Linked DNA regions of Mus musculus: regions 1, 2 and 3 are each linked to region 4. A link is a contact called in public HiChIP or PLAC-seq and promoter capture Hi-C data. All regions are on one chromosome and are shown on one strand. The core of a region is the stretch at or near the end of the contact, and the rest is flanking DNA. Distances in the headings are between cores, read along the strand shown.

Region 1 (3,208 bases), core at 519-3,018, 150 kb after region 4:
AAAGTTAACATTGGCATCAGCAAAGGAAAACAAAAGACCTCACTTAGTACAGTCTAGAGCAGTGGTTCTCAACTTTCCTAATCTAGTTCTTCCCGTCGTGGTGACCCAACCCTAAAGTTATTTCATGGCTACTTCATAGCTGTAACTTTGCTTTTATAAATTGTACTGTAAATATCTGAAGATATGCAGAATTTCTGAGCTGTGGCTCCTGAACAGACTGCAGCCCTCATGCTGGTTCTGTTTCAAGTTCTCCAGTTAGGATACATAATATTTTTCTTCCACAAAAACGTGGATACCTATACGGGAATGGTTTATGCTTCAGAAATGCATTTTATAAGCAGAAACATGAGGTTTGAAAGCTGGCTTGGTGGTTAAGAGCACAGGCTGCTCTTCCAAAGGACCCAGGTTCTGTCCTCAGCACCCACATGGCACCTCAAAGCCATCTAGAACTCTGGTCTCAGGAGAACTGATGTCTTCTAGATTTTGGATCCCTAATGATAACCTCATGGTGCCGAGATGAACGTGGGGGCAAACCATCCACACATGTAAGATAAATCTTTTAAACAGGTGTCTGCCAATGTATTAACTACACTTCTTATCATGTGCATTTCTGGAAATAAGATACTACTTGCATGATTTTTAACTTTGGAAGGATCAAGCTGTCCTGATTCAATAATGTCTAAAGGTTACGTGGGCAATTTATAACTTCTCTTAATTTTAGTCATGAAACTACTTTTGCATGTCAACCCAAGCTTTTAACTTAGTTAAGTGATAACCAGGGAGCACACATTCTGAGAACCTCTGCGTTTCCTCTTCCATTGACAAGCTACCAGATTTCACTTTAAAAGCCCACAGCAATGCTAAAGCTAAAAACAAAACAAAACAAAACATCTAGTTGAAAACACAGGAGAAAATCATGATGACCTTGGAGGGTAAGCAACAATTTCTTAGAATGATGCTAAAGTACCTTCCATACAATCTCTTAAAAAATAAACTGGATTCACAAACCCAAAGCAATTCCCATTAACTCCATGAGATTAGGGCACTAGGAATACTAAAAAGCTTAAGCAGTAAGTCACAATTCAGCCGAACAACAGCACAAAACAAGACCCCCTCCTCCGCAGCCAAATTCCACAGACAATGCTCAGTGTTAGGGAGGGTGAGAGCAACTGGACTTCTCACACTGCTGACAGAAATGCAGCGTAGTGCAGGTTAGAAAACAGGTCCTCACAAAATGTTAAACATCTAACAAACTGCAGTAATTCCACTCACAGAGGAACACTCAGAAAGTTAGGTTCTCTTAAAATCTGTACTTGAACATCCACAAAGCCTTTAAATAGGTAGCAACCTAATGTTAATCAACTGGTGAGTGGAGAAGCAAAATACAGTATATGCATATGATGGAGCACTATAGTCCCTTTAAGGAACAAACTATTGGTAAACATAACTATTTGGATGTATCTACGGCATACTCTGGTAAGTGAGCTGAAGCAGATTCAAATATGAGGAATCTCTTCATATGACAACCAGGGAAGGTGACACAAAAGGAAGGGGAACTAGCTTGGTGGTTGCCAAGATTTGAAAATGAAGGGAAAAGTTGAATAAAACAGGCAATATGAAGGACTTTTGTGGGGCCATGAAAGTATTCTCTATTTTGGTTATTGCAGTCGTTATACCAAAGTTCTACTGCCTCTAAGGTTTTAAAAAGCGAGGAAATGAGTCACTTGTGGTTTCCAGCTGTTCAGAGATGTTTGTTAACCATGCTAAGAGGCTCCTCACGGAAAGGCTGAATGACCCACAGAAGCAGGCATGGGATTCTGGGCGTCAGCACATCATGGTCAATATCGATGGACCGTAAGAAGTAGTGACTGTCTATCTCCAGTAGGGTTTAGGCACTGTTTAATGTACAGGTGTGACAGGGACCTGTTTCTTGCTGTAGGCCGAATGAGAACAGGTATACAAAGAGGGAAGCCGAGTATGTCACAAGTATGTCTCAGTACTAATCCTTCAAACACTGTAATCAAGCCTGTTGACAAGCGGAAGTGGCTTCAAGACTCTTCTTCTGCTCCTTTCATTTGTGGCACTGATAAGCCATGGGTTCCTCTGCTCAGTAGGTTGATTAACAGTTGATAACTATGCAAGAATGATTAAAAAGAAGCAGCCTGGCATAGGTCAAGAGTTCCCTACCATTGCCTGGAAAAAAAAAGTAACTGTGTGGTATCTTTCATGCATGTTTGCTGGGGGAAAGGCACACGTTTATTTCATTAAGAGCCATTTTATTACCTGGGGGAAAACATGTCAAGTTTAGCTCTCTAACAAGAATCATATTTTATTCAAATGCAGATGTACTTTTGAACTATAGCAGCTATTTGATTAACTCTCCCAGTGACCAAACTGGTGACCTGCTATATTAAAAATGGTGACTTTTTTTTTCCCCTAAAGAATCTAACCCAGAGCTAAGTTATCCATTAAAATCCAACTTGGGACTGCATTACTCTTCCTGACAACATAACCACCTTCTTTCCTCTTGTGGAAGTCTCCAGAGAATTAGTGGCCGACAGGATGCATATGTAACTTCTTTTTGGCCACTAAGAAGGGGTCATCAACATGCATAGCTCTGATCCCCAGGGGGCAGACAAACATGGCAGAATACCAAGGTGGGTGGGGACTATTTCAGAAACATTGGCAGGAAGGTGCTCAGTTACCTAATGAGAGTTGGAAAGCCTACACTGGAGGACGCTTGCCCTAGTCTTAGGGCTGTGTTCAGAGGACACATGAAAGCGGACCACTGTGTAGCTCTGGTGACAAGAGAAGAAGGAATGAGGAATGAGAACAATTTTGTTCCTGTGATGAGAGGAAAGAAATTGAAGGTTGACATCTAGTTTGGAAAAATTACAAGTACATATGAAAAGCATATTTCCTAAACGGGTAACATGAATTACAAGACAACTATCATAATGAACCATTTTCCTTTGAGAAGACAGTAGGGAATGAATTCCTTCAGGAGGAGTGTATTAGTTAGGGTTTTACTGCTGTGAACAAACACCATGACCAAGGCAAGTCTTATGAAAAAACAACATTTAATTGGGGCTGGCTTACAGGTTCAGAGGTTCAGTCCATTATCATCAAGGTGGGAGCATGGCAGTATCCAGGCAGGCATGGCACAGGAGGAGCTGAGAGTTCTATGTCTTCATCCAAAGGCTGCTAG
Region 2 (3,358 bases), core at 314-2,813, 200 kb after region 4:
TAAGGAAATACCAGATAAAGGGGAAGTGCATGAATGGGTTAAGGAATTCCAGGATGATGTCACTTCAGCGTCTCAGTGTACCTGGCTGCAAAGGTCGTTTGTATCAGACAATGTGGCCTGGTGGTGTGCAAAGTAAGATTTCATTCAGAGACTTTAAAACTCTTAGCAGTTTCCTTCGCAAGCCTTGTAGGGCTCCATCCTGCCCTGCCTTCCGTGTCTTTCCTAAGTGCTCCCTCCTCCCTCTAGATTCTCTTTGTCTCCAACTCATCAAGATTCTTCCACCTGAGTATCTTGACCTTGCAGTGTTCTTTCTTCTACCCAACTAACTTTGTGTTGTAGAAAGCAGGTCAAGTTCTTCATTTATTTCCCACCTTTGGAGATTTAGACGTTCATTCACATTCATTTTCCATATCACCTTTTCAAACAAAAAAATCTCGTCTTAACAATCATTTATACTGCTTGTGTATATACGTGTGTGGGTTTGCATGGCACGGGTACTTGTGGAGGTCAGTGGACAACATAAGGGAATGGCTCTCTCACCCCACCTCATGGGCTAAGGGACTGGAATCAGATCCTTATGCTAGGCTGCACGGATTTTCACTCACTGAGTCATTAGCTCATTCTCCATATTCCAGACATGAGTAACTTGGGAAAGCAATCTTGGTAGACTGAATGACAGGTATACACTGGAGTCTAGCAGAGGGGGAGCAAGACTGAATGTGAGCTATGGGGAAGGAAGAGCTCTTCTGTGCCTTCTGGAACAGGGCAGGAGTAAACGAGGCTGAAGTCTGTCCGAAAGCTACAAGATGCCACTAGAGAAACAACTGCTTTCCTTTTTAGATCTCAGAGCAAAGGGGAACACGCAGAGTTTAGTCCACTGGAGGGTTTTGGTTTGGCCAACCATGAAAGAAGCCGCTTCTAAGTTCATTTAGTCACCTAAGGACGCAGAAATGAGGCATAGCTTTAGATACTAAGAATACAGCACTGAACCAACATGGACTAGCTGAAGTCCTTACTCTTGCATAATTTACACCGTGATGTGGAAGACAGAAAATAAAGAAGAAAATATGTACTATACTGGATCATAATGTGCTGAGGAGAGAGGCAACAAGAGAGAAGGGGATAGTCATGTGAACAGACATGTCTAGTAGAAGCCTAGACTGTCCACTGAAGTGTAGTCATCTCTGAAAAGATGCCTTCTGAGTGAAGGGTGAAGGGGTCAAGGGGTCAAGGGGTCATGATGATACCTGGGGAAGAAGGAAGTGCAATGTCAGAGGTCCTGAGGTGGGAACCAACTGGTGGATCAGAGAAAGAGGCAGGAGGCCACTTAGCTGCAGGGTTGAGGCCAGAGTGCTTCATGGTTCACCAGGAGGCCTTCGGCTTTCAGGCTACTTGAGATTGGGAGACCCTGGAGAGTTGTGAGCACAGGGCAAAATGACCTGATTCAGCTTCAAGAGTTCCTGACTCTGGGGAAGTAACCCTGAATGCACGGAGGGAGACAGTTACTGCAGCAGTCCTGGGCAGGGAGTGGCAGTTTGACTCCAGCAGCACAGTAAAGACCCACAGGAAGTGATCACATTGAGTAGAGTCTGAGGGCAGAACCAACAGGATTTCCTGGTGGACTAGATGTGGGTTTGAAAGGAAACAAGGAGTAGAGGACAACTTCAAGGTTTCTGGCTTAAAGCACGTGGATGGAAGAAGTTGCCCACCTGAGAAATCAGGTTTAATGAAATAATACAGACTTCAAATTTCTCTCAAAGGAGTGTAAAATTTTGCCAACCACATAGATGCATTTCTTCACAGGACAAAAATAAGCAGGAGCTAAGAAACCAGTGGCGCTTTTGGGCAGGGCACAGGTTCTTGTTCCTTGTTGTATCCTGGCCTTCTAGGTGATAAATAGCTCTTTGTACCTGTTTGGCAACTGCACACAGCTGGAGTTTAGGTCCTGCCCCTAACTCTCCTGTGAATATTCATTATGAAAAACATTTAATGTCATTGTGGCCATATATCTGACTAAACAAAGACAATTTCACCTATAGAAAAAGAACAGGAGGAAAGAACTGGGAAGAAGAGAGGATAAAAGGCATGATATTTTAACAAAGAATTAAGTTGCCCACAATGATCTCAGGAAAGTTAGCATTTGGTGATTTCTCAAAGTGATTAAATAAATAGAAAAGTCATCATCCCCCTGCATCAGAGGCCTGTGCCTGTTAGAAACTGGGTTTATAGCCAGAGAAGTAGCCTCGGGCCATGGGGGTCTGTAGACAGGCAAGAAAAATAAGCCCTCTGTGAGTCTCAGGGCAATTCCTCCACATGGCTGCTCTCTTTATGTGTGGTCATTCGCACACGTGAGTGATAAAATCTCATGGCCCCGGTTAACTGTCTAAGACAAAATGTCAGAAATGATTTAAAGAGAAGTATATTATTTTGTATGATAGCTCCCTGTTATCTATGGGGCAGAGGTTCCAAGATGTCTCCCCTGCCCCTACCACAGATTGTAGGCAGTACACCCCTTCGTTTACATGCATATCTGTGCTGGTTAGTTTTGGTCAACTTAACACAAGTTAGAGACACCTGGGAAGAGGTCCCTCAGTTGAGGACGACCTCCATAGGACTGTTCTGTAGGATATTTAATTTTTTAAAATTTTGTTTATTAATCATTGATGTGAGAAGGCCCAGACCACCATGGACAGTGTCACCTCGTGGCATGTGGGCCTGAATTGCTAAAGAAAACAAGCTAGAAAATATAGTAGAGGATGGCTTTATCTGGCATTAAGGGGAAGAGAGGCCCTTGGTCCTCTGAAGGCTTGATACCCCAGTGTAGGGGAATGCCAGGGTGGTGAGGTAGGAGTGGGTGGGTAGGGGAGCACCCTCATAGAGGCAGGGGGAGGGGATTCCGAAGGGGAAACCAGAAAAGAGGATAATATTTAAAATGTAAATAAATACAATATCCAATAAAAATAATAAAATAAAATAAAAGAAAGAAAGAAAGAAAGAAAGAAGAGAAGAAAAGAGAGGGGAGGAGAGGAGAGGAGAGAAGAAGAGACAGCCATGAGCAAGCTAGGAAGCAGTGTTCCTCTCCATGGACTCTGTGTGAGTTCCTGTCCCCATGCTTGTCTTCATGATGGACTGTAACCTGTAAGTAAAACTAATCCTTTCCTCTATGCTTGGTTTTGGGCAGTATTTCATCATGGAAACAGAGAAGGAAACTAAAATAATAAATATGTGAAATCTTAATTTGTAAATTAAGATCAGAATAAGGTATTAACAACAGTCACAGAAAAAAAATAGGATGGTATAATGTGAGAAAAGTATTTAAAATGTATGAAATGTTTATTTCTGGAACTTTCCACTTACT
Region 3 (3,429 bases), core at 111-2,610, 240 kb after region 4:
GGTTATAGTGAGATTGGCTTGTTCTAAAGTGAACCCTGCACATTCTTTTGGTTGTCTTGGGATTCTTCTTATAATTACTTCCTTTTCGTAGTCTGCACCAAGATAAGAGACAGCATGAAGCCATCACCAGAGGCCAATTTTGGCACCATGTTCTTTGGCTTCCAGAATATTTAGCCAAAATAAACCTCTTTTCTTTATAAATTACCCACTCTTGGTTAATCTGAATAAAAGCATGAGAGCAAAAAATTTAAAAAGCTGAATTTTAAAGTCTTTTCAAATTCTAGTTATCTTGGATTTGATATGTGATTCAGTGACAAGAACATTTGGAAATTCTGCTTTACTTTAAAAAACAATAAAGACACTTACTTAAAATTTTCACTCTAAAAAATTATTTACGAACACCACCCTAATCTATAAACATCAAAATAAAAATACTGTAAAAACATTGCAGCTTAGGGACTTTCCTACACAGCGAGGCAAACCTAACACCTTCCCTGTGGGCTCCTGCAACCGTGAGCTAGACTGAGAAGGAACTACTAGCAGGTAAGACCACTGTGCTGTATTTAAGGACTTGGTCAGAGACACTGAGAGGAGAGAGTAAGAGAACTGGACTCACGACAGCGGCCATCACAGAGCAGTTCAAGCCAACTTACTAAACTCTTCTCCGTGGACTTCATCATGGGCTCGTGAGCCACAGGGAGAGAAGACTGGGGAACAGGAAAAGAACTGCTGAAGAGGAGTGCAAACAGGACAGAAGAAAGACGAATCACCGTCAAACGTTTCCTAAAGTGTAGAGCTAGTGTACTGCGAGTGGAATTGGTAACAACAAACGCACATCATATTCAAACTGCTGAAATAAAACTGATGAAGAAGTGGCCAAGAAAAAGGGAGCAGTGGCATTATCCAGAGTTAAACAGAATAAAAAACTATGGCAAACATTTTCATACAAATGATGTAAAGTAGAAGACGATAATGTACAATCTTCAAGGTTCTTACAGAAAAACCACTGACTTGAACGGTGATTTTTGGAAGTTGGGTAGAGCATAAGTCCTGCTTGCAGTCTCGCACAGTTGTCTCACAGGGTTACTGCGTCTAAGTTTACAGGGTCTGTTTGTTATAGACATAGTTTAATAATTTTGAATGAAAGCCTTACAAATATTAGAAGCATCACACACTGAAACTAGACAGACCCAAAGTTTATACATCCCAAAAGATCTTAAAGTTGTTTTTAAAAGGAGGTTCATTGAATATCAAATGTCATCCAATTGTAAAATGCAGTTTCTTTTTATGTGTATTTATAGACAAGCAGGAACAAGCTACCTAGACCACAGTTTCCTGTTGCTCTCTTTAAGTAGATTTGCATCAGCACACACTTAGAGAGCTGTTAGACATATGAAGTCAGGTACTGTACTGCCATTTGTCTGCTCCCCAAAGAGAGTAAATAGACAGCATTAGTCCATTTTGGCTTTCTGAAGCTCACAACATATGAGTGAGAATATATTTTTGGTATGTTCTGGGAATGAATATATAATGTGTGTGTGTGTAACTGACATATAGTAATACATATATATGTATTCATTTCAGATTCTACTACATCAGCTTCTTGCTAGCCATTTTTTCTAAAACAGAAATATTTCTTTCTCCAAGTATCTCAATACTGTAGTCATTTTATCTTGTTACTTCCATTTTTCCCCCGTAGCATTTATTATCACATGAAGTATCACATAAATTGGCTTTTAGTTAAACTCCTATACTAGAATGCATGGTACTTGGGACTTTCTCTTTTGGTCTCCGCTGCATTTCCAATATCTAGAATATTTCCCCCAACCAAGAGTTGCTCATGGATTTGTTGGAGACAGAAATGCCCTTCACAGGGGGCGGAGAAGCACAGAACATAGAAGGCTGTGAATAAGGCTCTCAATAAGGCTCTCGCTTAGCTTCTCCTAGATCAGCTAAGGTTTGGGCACAATGGCTGGAACATCAGTAGGCACAGTATTATTGATTGCAATTATTTATTGCTTTTCTTATCTCCTTGGACTTGTCTGAGCAAGCCGGTTAGTATGGTAATTATTCCCTGGTTCTACCATTGCAAAACACCAAACAATGCACCCTTGTTTTCAGAGTTAAGAAGTGGTAGAGATGAATCGATCTGGGTGTAACCAGCACCAGGGTTCATGCCAAGGGGTGGGAAAGAGAGTGCCTACATGCTCACTGTCCGTCTCCTTGCCGTTCACTTCACCCATACAGATTAGCTCATTTCAGAGCAGCTAAAGCACCATTTTCAGTTGAAATTAAACTGAATGTATTTGAATTATATCCCAATTGTAACTTTCTCTCCAACCTGTTTGTAATGAGAGCTTCAAAGTCAACAAGGTGAAAGCAGGCTTCAGGAAAGTTTCAAAGGAACATCCTCCCACGGGCCCTAAAAACTGCAGCTTCACACCACAATGAATCAGCCAAGGTGTGACAGCAGAATCTGTGTGTACTGGCACCGACTCAGCCAGGATAAAAGTGACCAGGCCTTCTGTGATAAACTGCCCCTTCTATGTTATCCAATGGAAATACTCATATTGTCCAATACTCACAAGCAATCAGGAGTGAGTTCAACTTTCAAACTGAGGACTATTAAAATAAAGTTCACTTATCCAGTCTGCCTCTGAAAACAATTCGGAGAGAAATCTGCTGCTCTTGTCCTGGGAGGAGAACAGATACGTAGCCTCCGATTTCCTTCTTATCACAACAATCCACTTGGTTGTCTGTGAAGAACTGTAGACTAAGGAAGCACTCGGTGGAAACCGTGCCCGACTTTAAAACCTTGCCAGCCATACATTACCAGTGCAGACAATCCATTTAGACCTGTCTTTCTAGTCCCACTCCAAGACTGGGCCCATGAGAAAAGAACAGGAGGCAAGACGTCTCTATTCTAATCTCTGTCTCTATTACTGCTACCCAAACTGGAGCAGTATGCCTTAAACAGGAATGTAAGTGTAAACCTAGCTCTTCATTCAGGATGAAGTATGTCTACATTTCTGAGGGCTTCCCTCTGCCTCAAGGCCTGGATACAGGTACAGACTCCCAAAAGCTCTGAAGCAGGAAGGCTGACAAGCTTTAAATTATAGCTATTTATTTATTTATTTATTTATTTATTTACCAACAAAGCCCAGCAGTGCAACTTATACTTTCAAATAAGCAAGAAAAAAAAGAACCCAGAAGTTTCCAATGGGTTTTAATTGCATACTTTATATACATATGGAATTGTGACTTAATTAACAATGTTCCCCATGGGATTTAGGAAAATTTAGTTTTTAAAAACAAGATTCCCCCTCCATCCCCAGTATTTGCCTGTTAGCCTGAACACATTTAAAAGAATATTTCCACACTAGAATTAAAAAAGTTTTAAGACATTCACTGATTCCTTAAGGAATCCTT
Region 4 (3,512 bases), core at 805-3,304:
AAATGTGTACGGATTTTCCAGACCTATCTTTCTCTTAAGTCAAGCAGTGCTAGTTATTATTCCCCAAATAAATCCTTAATTTTCCTGCCTTTGCCTCCATTTCTGCCGTTTCTTTATTCTCTTAACAGCATAGCACAATCTGGGATTTAGCCTCCAGCTCTGTAAGGTATTTAATATTTGAAATATGGCTAGACCAACTGAAATTCATGATAAGTATAAAGTGTACATAAATCTTTTCATATGGGTAAAAATTAAAAACTAAATCTGGTTGTGGTGGTATACACCTTTAATCCTAGAGCTTAGGAGACAGAGGTCAGACAAGGCTATATAGCAAGTTCTGGACCAGCTAGGGCTACACAGTGAGACCCTGCCTTCAAACAAATAAATAAATGAAAAACTGCTTTTAAATAATGAGCACATATTCAAATAATACATTGGTGTTGGATATATTTTTTTTAAACATAGTAAAAGTTCTACCTGGTTTTTGTTATTGTTTTTTAAGTTTTCAATGAGGCAAAGGAAAGAAATTTTAATTAATTCCTTCCGTAGCTCACATTATAGTGACTATTTTGAACAATGTTAAGGTAAGTCTTACTGATGCTTCAGAGTCTAACTCACACACCAGTGCCTCCATGAGCTTTTGTAATGCATGCTGAAATGGTTTCTGCCTCTTCTGAACTCCCACAACACTTATTTACAATCTCAGAGAACAAAATTAACTTTAGCTTGCTACATGTGTACCTGTCAGTCCCCAGAAGACCAGCTACTCAACTGCTATATCGTGTATTCCTTTCTGTTATTTCTATTGTCCTCAATTAGTAAAGTACAAATTTACCAAAGGCTTGCATTGTGTGTAGGTACACCGTGACAGTGATATATAAACACTGTGAAAAACAACAGCAAAATCCATGAGTCTTACACCTGGTCAATACAGTTAGATCAACTGTAAGATATACACGTGCACACACACACACACACAACTTCAAAAGTAGAAGTGTCCACCAAAAATTAATGACCCTCAGTGGGAAAAATAATGCCTACCAAAAAGGTATTGGCAGGGTTGGGGATGTATCACAGTTGGTAGAATGCTTGTCCTAGCACACAGGAAGCCCTCGGTTCAATCCCCAGCCCAACACAAACCAGGCAGGATGGAGCTTACAAGCCAGCACTCGGGAGGAGAAAGCAAAAGCATTGGAAGTCCACAGTCATCCTCAGCCACTCAGAAAGTTCGAGGCCAGCCTTGGGCTACATGAGTTCCTTTAAAAACCAAATCTTCCCACAGCCCCAGAGACACATGCAAATGCCCGGGAGAAACAGTAACAAAATTCAAAACGCCCTCCAAGTCATGAAATTAAATTGTGAGGAAAGTGGTGGGGAAGAAAAAAAAATAATAATAACAAATGTTAGAAACTGTTGGGAGATAAACAAAATTAATAATAATAATTTTTTTTTTTAAAGACAACCCTGAACTACGTAGAAGGAATCTTGCTGGGTGTATCTCACGACCTCTGCACTGTCAAAGGTCGCGGTGGTTATTTCAAAAGATCTCATTTCAAATGGTCTGAGATCTCCATCCAAGAACTTCCTCCTTAGTGCGCCCATTCCAACTCCCTGGCTAGGGACTCGGCGAACTCAGTGGGGAAGCCACTCTCTTCGCTGGGCCAAGCGGGAGGACCTGACTTAGGCGCAGATCCAGGATGGCCCCTGAGTCCCCGGGATTCTGCCCCAGCCGCAGAAGCCCGCGGGCAGAGGGGACCCTGAAGCAGAGGGGGCGGGGCAGGGGCTCAGAGGAGGACAGGTGCCTTTTGCTCCACGCCCCGCCAGCCAGCACCTCGGGGACAGGCAGGATGGCGAACAGGAAGAGAAGGGGCCAGTGGGAATTAAACCTGGGCTCGCACTCACCAGCTGTCCCCGCCCGACGTTGACAGTGGCAGAAGCTCTTCTCCTTCCGCCATTGCTGTTGACGTCCACGTCACTTTGCCGAAAAGTGGACCTGGCACCGAGACTGTCTCAGAGATTCAGTGTCGTAAAAGGAGTTATGAAGTCTGAGACTTGAGACTCACCAGAGCGAAAGAGGGAGGAGGCGAGGAATTGGAAGGATGCAACGTCACCACGTCTCTAGGGCGAAAGGCGGAGCCCGGAGCTTTGCGAGAGGGAGAAGATTATGGAAGACCACAAATCCCAGGATGCCAAGGGCCCGCGAACGGAGTGGGCGGGGCACAAGGCTTGTGGGCGGGGCCGACCCTGGGGAGTGGGAGGGGTTCTCCGGGATGGGGCGGGGCGCCACGCTGCGGGCAGGCGTGGCTCAGAGGAGACTCTGAAAGTGAAGCATCCTGGCTTGGCGTCTTAATGTTTGGGTCTCTGGCTGTCCGGTGTGAGCCAGAATTGAGAATCCCAGCTAGTGGAGAGAGGAGGGCAAGTATGAATTCACACAGAGAAGGTAGGCTGAATAGAAAAAAAGGAAAGGACATACCACATCATTTGTAAAGACCATTCAAAAAAATAAAAAGGCCAGGGACTTAGTAAACCATACAGCACTTGCCCAGCATCCTCAATGATTCAATCACCAGAGCTACAAGAAAAATAAAAATACACGAAGGACTCTGTCAAGCTATCCAGTTAAGAAAATTATACTCTAGTCTTCTATCTTAAATATGTCTTCTAACAGCCAGGAGAATCAACTGTAGTTCTGAAACTGAAATTCCAGTTTAAAAAATCAGTTTAAGAAAGCTGCCGAGGGGGGCTGGTGAGATGGCTCAGTGGGTTAGAGCACCCGACTGCTCTTCCGAAGGTCCAGAGTTCAAATCCCAGCAACCACATGGTGGCTCACAACCATCCGTAACAAGATCTGACTCCTTCTTCTGGAGTGTCTGAAGACAGCTACAGTGTACTTACATATAATAAATAAATAAATCTTAAAAAAAAAAAAAAAAAAAAGAAAGCTGCCGAGATCCTTCCCTTCCTAGCCAAAGTCCCATTTGTCCCTCTAAATGGGCCTCCTTGTTCCGCACCCAGGTTTCATCCACAGTACCAGTATTACCAAAACACTAGCCCCTGGGCTATCTTTGCCTAGTACAGATTCAGGGAGGAGCTGAACAAATATTTTTAAGCCCAGGAACAACGATGCAGTTAACTACATGAAATTTATGGATAAATCTGAAAATGCCATTGTTAGATGAACCAAACAGATTACAAACAAAAGGCATCGTTTATGTTTGATATCAATATATTAGCAATAGATGCATGCACACTGAGAAATGCAGGGGTAATGTGTAGAAAAACTGAAAACAATTAAGTTTTAGATGGGGCAGGAATGACCAGAAATAGCTTTAATTAAGTAAAGTAAGTTTCTGTTCGATTGGTTGGCTGGTTATGTTTTGTTTTGTCTTTTGAGACAGTCTCACTAGTAACCTTGAGGAGCTCAGAATTTGCTTTGGAGACCCGGCAAGACCAGGTTTGGCTTGACTCCGGGGCTGGTGTCTGTGAGCTCCTAAGCGCAAGTGTTCTTCCTG

The links. Promoter capture Hi-C pulls out the DNA fragments that hold promoters and counts their contacts. HiChIP or PLAC-seq counts read pairs in DNA pulled down with a chosen protein or histone mark.
Region 1: a contact with region 4 is called in a promoter capture Hi-C map of the HPC-7 cell line. The contact joins the enhancer-like site here to the promoter of Tbc1d23 in region 4. A contact is called at or near these places in 5 of 39 promoter capture datasets (the C10 cell line, the HPC-7 cell line, embryonic stem cells and 1 more), 2 of 15 datasets of contacts at CTCF or cohesin (the NIH/3T3 cell line and pro-B cells), 29 of 484 Hi-C or Micro-C datasets (the AML12 cell line, CD8 T cells, ECoMG myeloid progenitors and 17 more), 12 of 115 datasets of contacts at active chromatin or transcription factors (the SCID.adh cell line, bone marrow-derived macrophages, embryonic fibroblasts and 6 more) and 5 of 9 other capture datasets (adipose tissue, embryonic stem cells, liver and 2 more).
Region 2: an H3K4me3 HiChIP or PLAC-seq map of bone marrow-derived macrophages shows a contact between it and region 4, with 3 times the contacts expected there. The contact joins the enhancer-like site here to the promoter of Tbc1d23 in region 4. A contact is called at or near these places in 5 of 39 promoter capture datasets (3T3-L1-derived adipocytes, the C10 cell line, the HPC-7 cell line and 3 more), 3 of 15 datasets of contacts at CTCF or cohesin (the NIH/3T3 cell line, large pre-B cells and pro-B cells), 11 of 484 Hi-C or Micro-C datasets (the C2C12 cell line, CD4 T cells, the MNK3 cell line and 7 more), 20 of 115 datasets of contacts at active chromatin or transcription factors (the NIH/3T3 cell line, the SCID.adh cell line, bone marrow-derived macrophages and 13 more) and 2 of 9 other capture datasets (adipose tissue and liver).
Region 3: a promoter capture Hi-C map of pre-B cells shows a contact between it and region 4, with 5 times the contacts expected there. The contact joins the enhancer-like site here to the promoter of Tbc1d23 in region 4. A contact is called at or near these places in 13 of 39 promoter capture datasets (the 3T3-L1 cell line, 3T3-L1-derived adipocytes, the C10 cell line and 8 more), 4 of 15 datasets of contacts at CTCF or cohesin (CD8 T cells, the NIH/3T3 cell line, large pre-B cells and 1 more), 14 of 484 Hi-C or Micro-C datasets (B cells, CD4 T cells, CD8 T cells and 10 more), 12 of 115 datasets of contacts at active chromatin or transcription factors (the SCID.adh cell line, effector CD8 T cells, embryonic stem cells and 8 more) and 3 of 9 other capture datasets (adipose tissue, embryonic stem cells and liver).

Annotation. Positions count from the first base shown.
Region 1 is chr16:57,377,088-57,380,295 of GRCm38.p6, forward strand. All of the region lies in intron 1 of Cmss1 (cms small ribosomal subunit 1), which reads right to left. All of the region lies in intron 1 of Filip1l (filamin A interacting protein 1-like), which reads left to right. Among named protein-coding and RNA genes, the nearest start is that of Filip1l, 25 kb to the left of the region's middle. Within about 2 kb of position 1,769, at least 17 of the 459 cell types and tissues checked have an H3K27ac peak or open chromatin away from gene starts, as enhancers often do. A contact at or near this core is called in CD8 T cells, the HPC-7 cell line, Th17 cells and 2 more, where this site is marked.
Region 2 is chr16:57,433,293-57,436,650 of GRCm38.p6, forward strand. All of the region lies in intron 1 of Cmss1 (cms small ribosomal subunit 1), which reads right to left. The region is part of intron 1 of Filip1l (filamin A interacting protein 1-like); the gene reads left to right. Among named protein-coding and RNA genes, the nearest start is that of Filip1l, 82 kb to the left of the region's middle. Within about 2 kb of position 1,564, at least 91 of the 459 cell types and tissues checked have an H3K27ac peak or open chromatin away from gene starts, as enhancers often do. A contact at or near this core is called in the C2C12 cell line, the HPC-7 cell line, the MNK3 cell line and 8 more, where this site is marked.
Region 3 is chr16:57,469,966-57,473,394 of GRCm38.p6, forward strand. All of the region lies in intron 1 of Cmss1 (cms small ribosomal subunit 1), which reads right to left. All of the region lies in intron 1 of Filip1l (filamin A interacting protein 1-like), which reads left to right. Among named protein-coding and RNA genes, the nearest start is that of Filip1l, 120 kb to the left of the region's middle. Within about 2 kb of position 1,361, at least 91 of the 459 cell types and tissues checked have an H3K27ac peak or open chromatin away from gene starts, as enhancers often do. A contact at or near this core is called in B cells, CD8 T cells, the SCID.adh cell line and 9 more, where this site is marked.
Region 4 is chr16:57,229,412-57,232,923 of GRCm38.p6, forward strand. Tbc1d23 (TBC1 domain family, member 23) reads right to left here and starts at 2,055. Exons shown (of 19, transcript NM_001358433.1): 1 at 1,903-2,055. The coding sequence starts at 1,955.